2 separate regions of the Sus scrofa genome follow, and region 1 is linked to region 2. Evidence: chromatin contacts called from public Hi-C data. All regions are on one chromosome and are shown on one strand. The core of a region is the stretch at or near the end of the contact, and the rest is flanking DNA. Distances in the headings are between cores, read along the strand shown.

Region 1 (5,672 bases), core at 1,407-3,906, 320 kb before region 2:
GGTCAAGAGCATTCATTGAGCACCTTCTGTGAACTTGGCCCTCTGGAGTCTCCATAAAGTAAGTGCAGGACCTAAGAAGCTTTTGGAGGTGGGGGTGTCTTACAGGCTGGTAGGTTTTCGGGGAGGGTTTGCTGTAAGACTGGACTGGCAGCACAAAGAATCCTGAACGTGGCCTGAAGCTTTTCCTGTGCCCAACTTGTCCAGGCTGGCATCCTGCTCAGGTCGCTCCCTGACCGCCCAGCAGCCGATCTGCAGCTCGGATTTCACAACCACACAGAATACGGAACTTCACACCCCTTTTAGCCCGTGGGGGTTTGCTGTCTAAGCAGAGCACCGAGATCTACAGCAAACACCACGAGCCTAGAAATGAGAGAACATGGAGTTCCCGTCATGGCTCAGTGGTTAACGAATCCAACTAGCATCCATGAGGACACAGGTTCGATCCCTGGCCTCGCTCAGAGGGTTAAGGATCCGGCGTTGCCGTGAGCTGTGGTGTAGGTCACAGATGCAACTCAGATCTGGCATTGCTGTGGCTGTGGTATAGGCTGGCAGCTACAGCTTTGCTTCATCCCCTAGCCTGGGAGCCTTCATATGCTGTGGGTGCAGCCCTAAGAAGCAAAAAAAAAAAAAAAAAAAAAAAAAAAAGAAATTAGAGAAGCTTGTTTTCAGCTCTGGTTCTGTAGGCATGTGTTCCATTGTGTGACATTTTCATGAGTGAAGAGGATGCTCTGATACTTTGCATGTAAATTTTAGGGAGAGATCACTGGCTAAGCCTTTCCCAAGATGAAAAAATGAAAAGAGAAAAATATGGAGTCCGTGCCCTCAAGCCATTAATTTCCTTGCAGGTTGTTTGAAATCAATCCATCAGTGATCTTATCTGGAAAGATCCCTTTATCTTTGAAATCATTTGAAAATGAGATAGTACAACTTAATCTAGAGCCTGACCTCTGGAGGAAGGTTTTTTTTTTTTTTTTTTTTCTTTCCCTCAAATAAAGGTAATTGTCAGTAGAAAAATAATCTTCTATGAAAAAAATCAAACTTCGCCCTCAAAATTTTTCCTGGGTTTTTATTTATTTTTAAAACTCTATTTTTTGATTGAAGTATAGTTGATCTACAATGTTTTATTCGTTTCAGGTGTATAGCAACGTGATTCAGTTGTATGTATATGTGTGTGTGTGTGTAAATTTTTTTTTCAGATTCTTTTCCATTATAGGTTATTATAAGATACTGAATCTGGTTCCCTGTGCTATGCAGCAGGTCCTTGCTGTTTATTTATTTCACATACAGTTTTGTGTACCTGTTTCCTAGACTTTATTTTTTGTCTTTTAGGGCCGCACCTGCAGCATATGGAGGTTCCCAGGCTAGGGGGTGAATTGAAGTTGTAGCTGCCAGCCTAGGCCACAGCCATAGCAGTGCCAGATCTGAGCCGCATCTGCGACCTACGCCACAGCTCACGGCAAAACCAGATCCTTAACCCACTGAGCGAGGCCAGGGATTGAACCTGTGTCCTCATGGATGCTAGTCAGATTCATTTCTGCTGAGCCACAACGGGAACTCCTATTTCCTAGGCTTCATAATGATTGATTTGGGGGAGAGGAAATCTCAATCAGTATTTATGCACTCTGACCTCCAACAGGAAATGTATCGAGAACTTTTTTTTTTTTTTATGAGAGCAGTAGAAGCTCGAGCTGTTCTTAAGCTAGTCAAAAATAGTCTAAATATGGCACTTCACAAAATCAAGTGGAAAAAAACGGGCCTCCTCTTTCTTTCAAGTTGCTGAAGGGATTCACCACAAGGTGGCATCAGGCAAGTGCTGGTTAGTACATAAAATGCTTCCCCCTGTGGGCGGGCGCCTCTTGGGGAGGTCCCCATACTTCAGAGCTGTGGCAGTGGAACATTTGAGGATGCTGTTTCTACAGAGGCACGTGTCTGTCTTGCTGCGTGAGTTCTTCGCGACTCAGGTCTTCTTCGTGTGTTCTTTGTTCCACAAGCTTTTCTGGTTCCTTGTTCTTGCCGCGATACCAAGGCCACAGCTACTCAGGCAGTTTGAAGAGAAGGTGGCTGAATCGGGTGGGTCTTTGACGGTATTGAAGTTTTCCCTTTAGCTCCTGATGGAAAGGCCTGCGAAGTTATGTTCCGGCTCCTTTCGCTATCCTGTTTTGTCGTTGCGGATTTGCGTAAACACAAAACACTGGGCGTCCTTAATGTGTCTGCAGAAGATCGGCAGCTGCGGCTCTGGAAACGCGGGCAGCCTGTGTATTCTTATTGCTGAGAATGTAAGGGCAAGTCCCAGCTCCCAGGCTGCGGGACAGCCATTCCCTCCACGCACGAAAGCAAGCCTCACGTCTCCTCCACTGGATGTTCCAATCCTGGATAACTGGGTGATTGGAAAATTAAAGGGGTCCCACCTTCACGTGCTTCTGAACACTTGGAAAGACAGTCACAGGAAAGAATGTAGCCTTTTTATATGTGTGCAGGGCGTGTGTCCTTGCAGTTCAATAGAACTTTAACTAGTACTGCCCTGTTGCCACGTAGCCAGGTAAATATTTGCAAAGTGCCTACTGCCTCTCTGGATTTGGGGCATGTGTCTGCTGGGTATGAGACAACCTCTGTGGGGGAAGTGAGCCTCCCCAGCCTTATCTGCCTCTTACGGCAGAGTTCACCAGATATGACACAACCTCCAGAAGGACAGTTCTTATCTCTTCTCTCAACTGGCACAGGGGCATTCTAGTGGCCAAGGCCAATGGGTCCTTTGCAGGAACTCTGGAGACAGGAGGTAGGTCCAGAGGTACCTCTTCTGAATATACACTCTTGGAGTTGTAGTATATCCTCAGGCTTATGTGCCGAAGCCTTTGCGGGGTAGACCAGTTAGCCCGTATGACATCGGTCAGGAAGAGACACTGGCTGTGGACAAGTAATGAGATGGGAAATCATATTTTTCAGAGCTCTTCTGAGGCAGGATATTCTAAGAGGTAGGATGTAACACTGGGATAGGTGGTTTAAGGAGAAGTTAAGACCCCTACTTTGACCCCACCCCACTCCAGAGGTCACGCTAGAGTAACAACAGCCAGCTGCCTAACTGCCTTCCAAGTAAAGAACGAGTTTGCTGAGTGGGGTGCACAGTGTGGGGCCTGAGCTAAAGTTTCAGGGACAGAAGAGAAGTGTCTCTGTCTCCCCGCTACCCTTCAACCAACAGGCTCTCGTAATCATTGGACAAATCCCTAAAGACTGGATTGAATGGTGTCCCCAGGTGTAAGCGTGTTAGAGCACCAAGGGTCTGTACCTGCCCAGGTGGGAGAAGGTCACTGGGAAGCGCCTCGAACAGAAGCATAAGAAGAGGTTCATGTCAACGTGTTATCATTCCAGGGTCCACTGGGCAAGGACCTCAGCTTTTCACACCTGTTTTCTCTTCTCCCCGCCAACCCCAAGTACCTCGGGACAATAGTGAGAGCGATAGATCCCAAATTTTTAAGAACTATCTGGTTTTAAATGTTCTATCCATTCTGTTCAGGTAAGGATATTTTAACTCGACACTCCAGTCTTACATAGGGACTTAGGGCTCTGAAAATGAGCCATCACAGAAAGATTCCAGAACTTTGAACTCAGTTCGGGAGGAAACCCCTTCAAGGTGATCAGAGGCGGACCCCTTGGAAAACTGCCAGGCCAGGGGCTGGATATGGCTCGTGTCAATCCCAGTGGGACACTTTTGTGGATGCTCAAGTGAATTAGTCACTGAGGAGAACGATGAGATGGATCGAAGACCAGGCTCAAGGGAGGTACGTGTTTTTAGAGAGCTTTGAGTTATCCAAGAAGGGCCCTCTCACAAAGTGAGTGGATCTATGGAAACAGAAATTCAGTCTTTTGGTTGTAGAATTTTTCTGCTTGACAGAATTTTCTCTGAATTGTCCAGCCTCATGGCATGTATTCTGGGCCATATTTAGCTGTCCCTCTTTCTTCTGTACCATTTCTTTCCCTTTCTTAAATGCCTCTTTTCTTTTGCCAAAGGAGTTTCTGAGGGATCCCTTCATGCTGGGGACACAGGCAATAAGCCTTCTGAGTTCTTACACACGTGGCCAAGAGTGGCTCTTGTCCGTTTCCACCTGACTGATGATTTAAGTGGGTAGAGAACGCCAAGTTCAAAGCCATTTCCCATAAATGTTTTGAACACATTGCTTTGTTGTCTTCTAGTATAATTATTTGAAGTTTAAAAATTTAAAGAAGAATCTTCTTTCAGGCCATGTCCTTCAGCCATCAAGTCTCTCCACCCCTATTAACTTCTGCTTCTTAGGCAAAAGCATTTCCTCCTTACCAGGGTGGGGTCAGAAGTCTTGGGCAGAACTCCCTCTGAGACTGTGTGTTTGTCTCAAGAGGATCAAACACTTAGACTCAGTGTGACAAGCTATTTGTTATTAGTGCCAGAGCTGGAAGTGGGCCTTTTATGGAATTTGTGATTCATCATCCAAGAGCCTAAAAAATTAATTCGTTCCGGTTGGGCCCTGATTGTGTGGGCTGAACATCAGCTCGACGGCTCAAATCTAGCACGTTGACACCATTTTACCTGCCCTGGGAACTGCCTATTTCTGACCGGTGTCGGGGTGCAGAACACCTGGTTGGTGAATTGTCTACCCCCCCCCCCCCCTGTCTAAAAAGCTTTCTGCCATTTTGCTGAGTCACAAGAGACAGCCAGGACACCTCAATGCCAGTACCAGGGACAGGAGTAACTCACGTTCTTAGCAAGAGGTGAGAGCTGCTGACAATTCCCTCCGCATCATTGATGAATTATGAAATAACCCAAGAGAGAGGCTGCTAACCGCCAGAGCGGACCGTAAGTGGGACAGACAGCCTTGGGAATCCGTGAGCTCCTCCTAAGAGTTATTCTGAGTGGAGCTATTATAAGTCAGATCTAAGAACCCCCTGGATGGTTCGAATGCATGGCTTTGAAGTCCTTTTCAACCGTGAGAATGTGTCTACAGTGCTTAGTATAATGCCTGGCACACAGCAGATGTTCAATAAATTGTAAATGTTTGTGCGGGAGTTCCCATTGTGGCTCAGCAGATTAAGAACCCAACATAGTATCCATGAGATTGCAGGTTCGATCCCTGGCCTCGCTCAGTGGGTTAGGGATCTGGCCTTGCTGCAGCTGCGGCATAGGTTGCAGACGCAGCTCGGGTCTGGCGTTGTTGTGGCTGTGGTATAGGTCTCAGCTGCAGCTCCAATTCGACCCCTCGCCTGGAAACCTCCATATGCCTCAGGCGTAGTCCTTAAAAAAAGAAAAAAAATGCTTGTGCACTGCGCTATGCCTCAGCGGCCAAGATCAGGGGCTCCCCAGGATTCCGTGGCTGTTTTGATCTATAGTAAGCAGGTTAGCCTTTGCAACTACCATGAGCTATGAATATTGAAACATTAATAAAAGAGTCTCGTTCTCAAACAGTGGCTGAGTTTGAACTGGGGACTTGGTTTTGGTCCCAAGCACTTGACTGCCTCGTGTCATTTATGGCTCTGCCACAAACTTGGTCTTGTGTAGACAGCAGCGGCTCACCAGGCACCAAGCCATTAGAGAGCAAAGCCCTCCTTAATCATCTGGATTAGGGCTTTTGAATAGCAGGAGGGAGGCTTCCAGGCCTCACTTGGCCTGGAAAATACAGCTTTTCTTGCCCATGGAGGTTGAGAAG
Region 2 (5,530 bases), core at 548-3,047:
GAGAGGGGCTAGTGTCCACTGGGAGACCCTGTGCCTACGTTGCAAGTTTGAGTTCACAGTAAACAGAGAAGCAGCCATGAGGTCCAGCGCCTTGGCTTTTGTTCTGTGTCGTTACTAGGTACTATGTTTGAAAAACAAGAAGAGGAGTTCCCGTCATGGCACAGTGGTTAACAAATCTGACTAGGAACCAAGGGGTTGCAGGTTCGATCCCTGGCCTTGCTCCGTGGGTTAAGGATCCAGCGTTGCCATGAGCTGTGGTGTAGGTTGCAGATGCGGCTTGGATCCCATGTTGTTGTGGCTGTGGTGTAGGCTGGCAGCTACAGCTCTGATTCGACCCCTAACCTGGGAACCTCCACATGCCACAGGAGCAGAAAGACAAAAAAAAAAAAGGAAAAGAAAAGAAAAACAAGAAGAAAAAAAGAGCAAATCAATATGTCTCTAAAAGGAAAGAGAAGCTCGCCTGAGCTGTGACCGGAGGCTGGGTGTGGGAGCCCATGGAAACTTGAGATGGATCTCTGTGTCATCAGAAATCCATCAAGTAGCTGGCACTCTCTCTGTTCAAGGGTTGGTGCTTGACGAAGAGGCAAAGGCCTTCCAATAGCTCCAGTGTATTTTCTGAAGACAACAAGAAACAGTCCCTCGACGGTCGGTACCCCAATTCTGGAGATGCAGGAAGAGTCTGAAGAGCAGAACCCCAGATCCTGACAGATAGCGTGTTCTGGGTTTCACAGTTCTCTGTCCTTTTAGAGGAAAAAGCTATTGGCGAAAAGTCATGAACTTGACATTTTGCAGGATTCCAGCCTTTCCATCTCTACCTATTAAGAGCTCTGGAGTTAGCCTTGGTCCCCGAGGAAAGCTAGATATTTACACTGTGTTCCCATTGACTTGTTCTCCTTGTTCATGACGAAAGCGAAAAGTGCATAGAACTTTCCACTTGGAAAATGAAAAGTGGAGGAAGGTGAAGTTGCATGTTTGAAGTTACTTCCCGTCAGTAGGAGAGATCCAGGCTTAGGCCTGCAGGCATGGTTTATGAGGAGCTGCTTCAGAGTCCCCTGGTGGCACAGTGGGTTGGGGATCCGGCATGGTCACTGTTGTGGCTTAGGGTACAGCTGTGGCACAGGTTTGATTCCCAGCCCTGGAACTTTCAGATTCTGTGGGCGTGGCCAAAAATGCATATGTATAAGGAGCTATGTCACATGACTTAAGTAATTAATGTATTTGTTTTGGCATTGCTCTCTTTTTTTGTAAAATTGAGGTATTGTTGGTTTACAATATATAAGTTTCAGGTATACATAGTGATTCATAATTTTTAAGGGTTATACTCCATTTATAGTTGTTATAAAACATGGGCTATATTTAAATATCCCTGCAAAACAAAACATTGCTTGTACTTCTTCCAGAGCTGGAGTTGGACACTTGCATACCACGTCCTGTTTCCTTTAGCATAAAATCCATTCTGTTGGCGTTCCTGTCATGGCTCAGCCATTAGCAAACCCAACTAGCATCCACGAGGACGTGAGTTCAATCCCTGGCCTCCCTCAGTGGGTTAAGGATGTGGTGTTGCCAAGCGCTGTGGTGTAGATTACAGACATGGCTCAGATACAGCGCTGCTATGGCTGTGGTGTAGCTGGTGGCTACAGCTCCGATTGGACCCCTAGCCTGGGAACCTCCCTATGCCACAGGTGTGGCCCTAAAAATACAAAAAGACCAAAAAAAAAATCCACTCGTTGAACTTGGCAAACAAGCCTCCGCTCACATGCCCCAGTCTACCTCATTGATTTTTCTTCGTCACACCCATCTGCCTGAGCACTCTGTCCCAACACGGTCCACCTCACTCTTCTGTGTCCTTACTAATGCTCTTCCCTCTCTGGATAATTCTTTTCCTTGTCTTTCTGTGCCTGGCAAACTTGCCAACATCTGGAGCACGTGTCAACTCCCCGGGCTGCAGTCCCGCCGAGTGCCTGGGCAGAGTGAGACCTTGGAGCAGAGGCAGGCTGTGTTTCTGTCGCCTGAGTCCGGCTCCCGGGCAGGAGGTTGGTCCTGCCGTACCCTGATGTTTACATACACATCTGTTTTCCCCTACTGGCCAGGGAGCCACTTGGTTTCAGGGACTCTGTTTTATTTATTTATCTTCCTGTCCCCCCTGCTTGGCCTCAAGTCCAGCACTGCTGGAAACTCTCGATGTTTGATGAAGTCTAGGTCTGTGAGTTTCATGCAAGTGTCCTGTTAATGATCGTGTGCCGTGATGCTCCTCCCAAGGCTCTTGCATGCAGTCAACTTGGAGAAACAGTGACGTTGACAGTAAGAGGTCCACCCCCCCACCCCCACCCCGCGTCCCCACCTGCAGTGCAGTCTCCTGCTGCGTTCATCGTGACATCTGAGAGGCTGTCTTGTTAAGACCAGCTGCTCTGTGTCTGTTCATCATCAAACCACATGAGACCTTCAGAAGCTTAGTTTGCCACCAGCCCCATCCCTAAACCCCATCCCCCCACACACCAAGAAAAAAGAGGAATGAGGCAAAACGACCAGATGGTGCAGCTGACTCCACACCCTTGTGAGATTCTGAACTGCCGGGCTTTGTTCCCACGGTAGACATTGCTTCTTCCTAAGGCTCCCGAGTTAACCAGCGTCCGTCCACACTGGGGCTGTGGCTGCCTTCTGATTTTGCATCACAAGATGAGACATCGCCCTGACTCAGTTCGCGAGTGCTTCGCTGGAGGCACCCCGCCTTGTGCCTCCCTCCACCCGGGGCCCTTCTTCTTTCTGCTTCTTTACCCTGCACACATTCTTGGCAGCTTTTCCCTGAGAGAAATCATTCTGCCAGGCTCTCTGCCTGCAAGAGTGTATTCCAGAGCGCTGGCTGCCCCCAGCCTCTAGTGAAATAGCAACTCCAACCCTGGGGACCTAGTGCTGTGTGTGTGACTTTAGCTGGGGCTTCAGGAGAATGACTCCCAAATGTGTGTGTATGTGTGTGTGTGTGTGTGTGTGTGTGTGTGGTGTGTACTTATATGTATATGCATGCTGCGTGTTTATCTGTGTGTGTACATGTATGTGGGTGTATGTGTACATATGAGCATGTCTCCTCACCCCTCCCTGTCTCTCTTGTTGCATTCTTGGCTTCTTCCTGGTCTTAACATAACTTTTTAAAAATTCTAAAGATGCCAAAGATTCGGGAAGAAGAACCTCGTTAGCATCTTGAGGAATAACTTTCTGAGGACAGGTCTTTGCATCTGAAAATATATTCATAATATGTTCAGTCTTCTCAGGTAGAATAAGGAAGAAACTTTGTGATTCACTTTTGTATTATTTAGTGCATTAGTTGCCTTTTTCCCTTTTTTTCTGTTTTCTTCTTTTTTTTTAGTGGCAGAACCTTTTTAAAAAAGTAAATTCTTTTTTTTTTTTATTTTCCCACTGTACAGCAAGGGGGTCAGGTTATCCTTACATGTATACATTGCAGTTACAGTTTAAAAAAGTAAATTCTTATACATATAGAGCCCCAATCTACACACAGGTGAGAAATGTAATATTTTATCAGCATGAGTGTGTAAGTCCCATTTTAGAACTTTGATTTATGACAGGTGCTGTCCAGGGGACACAAGTGAACACACTGACAGTTTCTACTGCTTTCTGCATTTGGTATCTATTACAGTTGGGTCTATGAAAGTTGTATTTCATGATGGTTTTTAAAATATTTGTTGAGAACCTGGTGGATTTGGGGGGAAGCCAGGTTGGAACGCACGGGTCCAAAGTGACCTCAGTGAAGTCTGGCCATGAGACTGAGATGCTTGGGGAGAAAAAAAAAAAATCTCCATGCCTTTCCTCTGAAAAGGGCGGTCACCTAAAATGCCCCCGCCGGGCTGTATATGACCTCAGCCTGGCCTGCGCTCCTTCGCCGTTGGCTGGCAGACCGTGGCCACCGCCTGGGCACATCAGCTGCTCTGCCACCCTCCCCTCCCTGCTTACCCTGTGTAATTGTTGGGGGCAATCCAGGTGGCCGCGCTTCTTCCAGCCCCTTATCCCACGCGGCACAATTGCTTCCTTGATTCCCCTTTAAACTCAGAATGGAAAGCTGGGTGAGTAGCAATTCATCTATGAGCACCATCTGTGAATAGTGTCGTTCCTGAGAATTTGCTCATAGCCGGTGCCCCTCCCTGGGTTATCATAATCTTTTATTAGCAGGACATCATAAAACCATAAACTCAGAACGGCCTCAGCATTTCACATCCATCTACCATGAAACTGCGATTGGGGGGTAGAGGGGGGAGCCACACATGGGTTGTCCACATCCTTGTAACGAGCCATCGACAAAGCAAGACAAACTGTTCTTTCTAATCGTGTCTCTACTTTGAAGAGCCTCGCTCTTGCTTTCCAAAGAAAGAACACAGACTTGCCCCTGTTGCACACGCATAGAGATGCTCCCTCTATTTTGTTTTGTTTGGTTTTTTTAAATAATGTGTGTGTGTGTGTGTGTACAAACACACAACCAACCACAAACACCCTCATGCATTCCCGACATCTAAGTGCTTGAACACTTTTCTCTATTGAATGTACTTGATTTTCTGAAGGCTGGGGCTGCCCTGATCGGGCCATGGGACAGCGTTAATTACTGACGTGCAAAAGCCGAAGAGCCCTCGATGCTGTGCCGTTATCTCTGCACATGGGCGTTTTCCTAGAACAGGGAGGAACGTTTTGCAGCATAAGCTCCATCCTCCAAAGTCTCAAATGTTGCTGGCAGGAGACAGTTGTTCAGAGCAGATTGCTCTCCAGCTCTATTTTTCCTTCTTACTCTTTTTCATCCTTTCTTTTTTCTTCTTTTTCCTTCCTTCCCTCCCACCCTCCCTTCCTTTCTTCCTTCTTCTTGCTCACCACTCTGAGGCATGTGGAGTTCCCCAGCCAGGGGTCAGACCCCAGGCACAGTTATGACCTATGCCACCGCTGCGGCAACCCCAGATCCTTTAACCCATTGCGCCAGGCCAGGGATCGAACCAGTGTCCTGGTGCTGCAGAGATGCCGCCGATCCTGTGGCACCACAACAGGAACTCTGTTCCCGTCTTTTCCTTTTATAATTCGTTTCTCACTTTGTCAATAAACAGCACAGAATTCCTGCAGCTTCAGTGCACCACCCAGGGCCGAGCTCACCTGGCTTCATTACCTGGAGGGAGCACAGGTAGCCAGCCCTGTGCCCAGCGCTCCCGGGGCCCTATGTCCACGTGGAGGCTGAGCCTGTGCCAGGGCTGTGCCACTGGGCCTTTCTGGGCCCCTACAGGCTTGGCAGAGTCCTGGCTTCAAGGTGTGAAATACAGGACCTCACTGTGGGGGTCAGCACAGAGAAAGCACAGGGCTTTCTTGGCGGGAAAGAAAAAGGACATGATGCCTCTTCCCCAAGATTCCAGTGCATTGTTTTGGTCCCCTTTCCTTTATATTCCCATGAATGCAAATGTTCAGTGCTAGAAGCCTCTAAAATGCATTTTCTCTTTTCCTTCAAGGGCCAGACCCACAGCATATGGAAGTTCCCAGGCTAGGGGTTGAA

The links. A called contact is a pair of places that touch in the nucleus more often than the background predicts.
Region 1: a Hi-C map of liver shows a contact between it and region 2, with 1.4 times the contacts expected there. The contact joins two enhancer-like sites. A contact is called at or near these places in 1 of 5 promoter capture datasets (liver), 15 of 47 Hi-C or Micro-C datasets (adipose tissue, alveolar macrophages, brain and 10 more) and 1 of 2 datasets of contacts at active chromatin or transcription factors (skeletal muscle).

What each region holds. Positions count from the first base shown.
Region 1 is chr10:59,691,050-59,696,721 of Sscrofa11.1, reverse strand. LOC110255617 (a long non-coding RNA gene) reads left to right here. Exons shown (of 4, transcript XR_002336164.1): 2 at 1-58. Among named protein-coding and RNA genes, the nearest start is that of NUDT5, 72 kb to the left of the region's middle. Within about 2 kb of position 2,656, at least 6 of the 83 cell types and tissues checked have an H3K27ac peak or open chromatin away from gene starts, as enhancers often do. A contact at or near this core is called in liver, where this site is marked.
Region 2 is chr10:59,371,723-59,377,252 of Sscrofa11.1, reverse strand. The region is part of intron 1 of CAMK1D (calcium/calmodulin dependent protein kinase ID); the gene reads left to right. Among named protein-coding and RNA genes, the nearest start is that of CAMK1D, 80 kb to the left of the region's middle. Within about 2 kb of position 1,797, at least 24 of the 83 cell types and tissues checked have an H3K27ac peak or open chromatin away from gene starts, as enhancers often do. A contact at or near this core is called in liver, where this site is marked.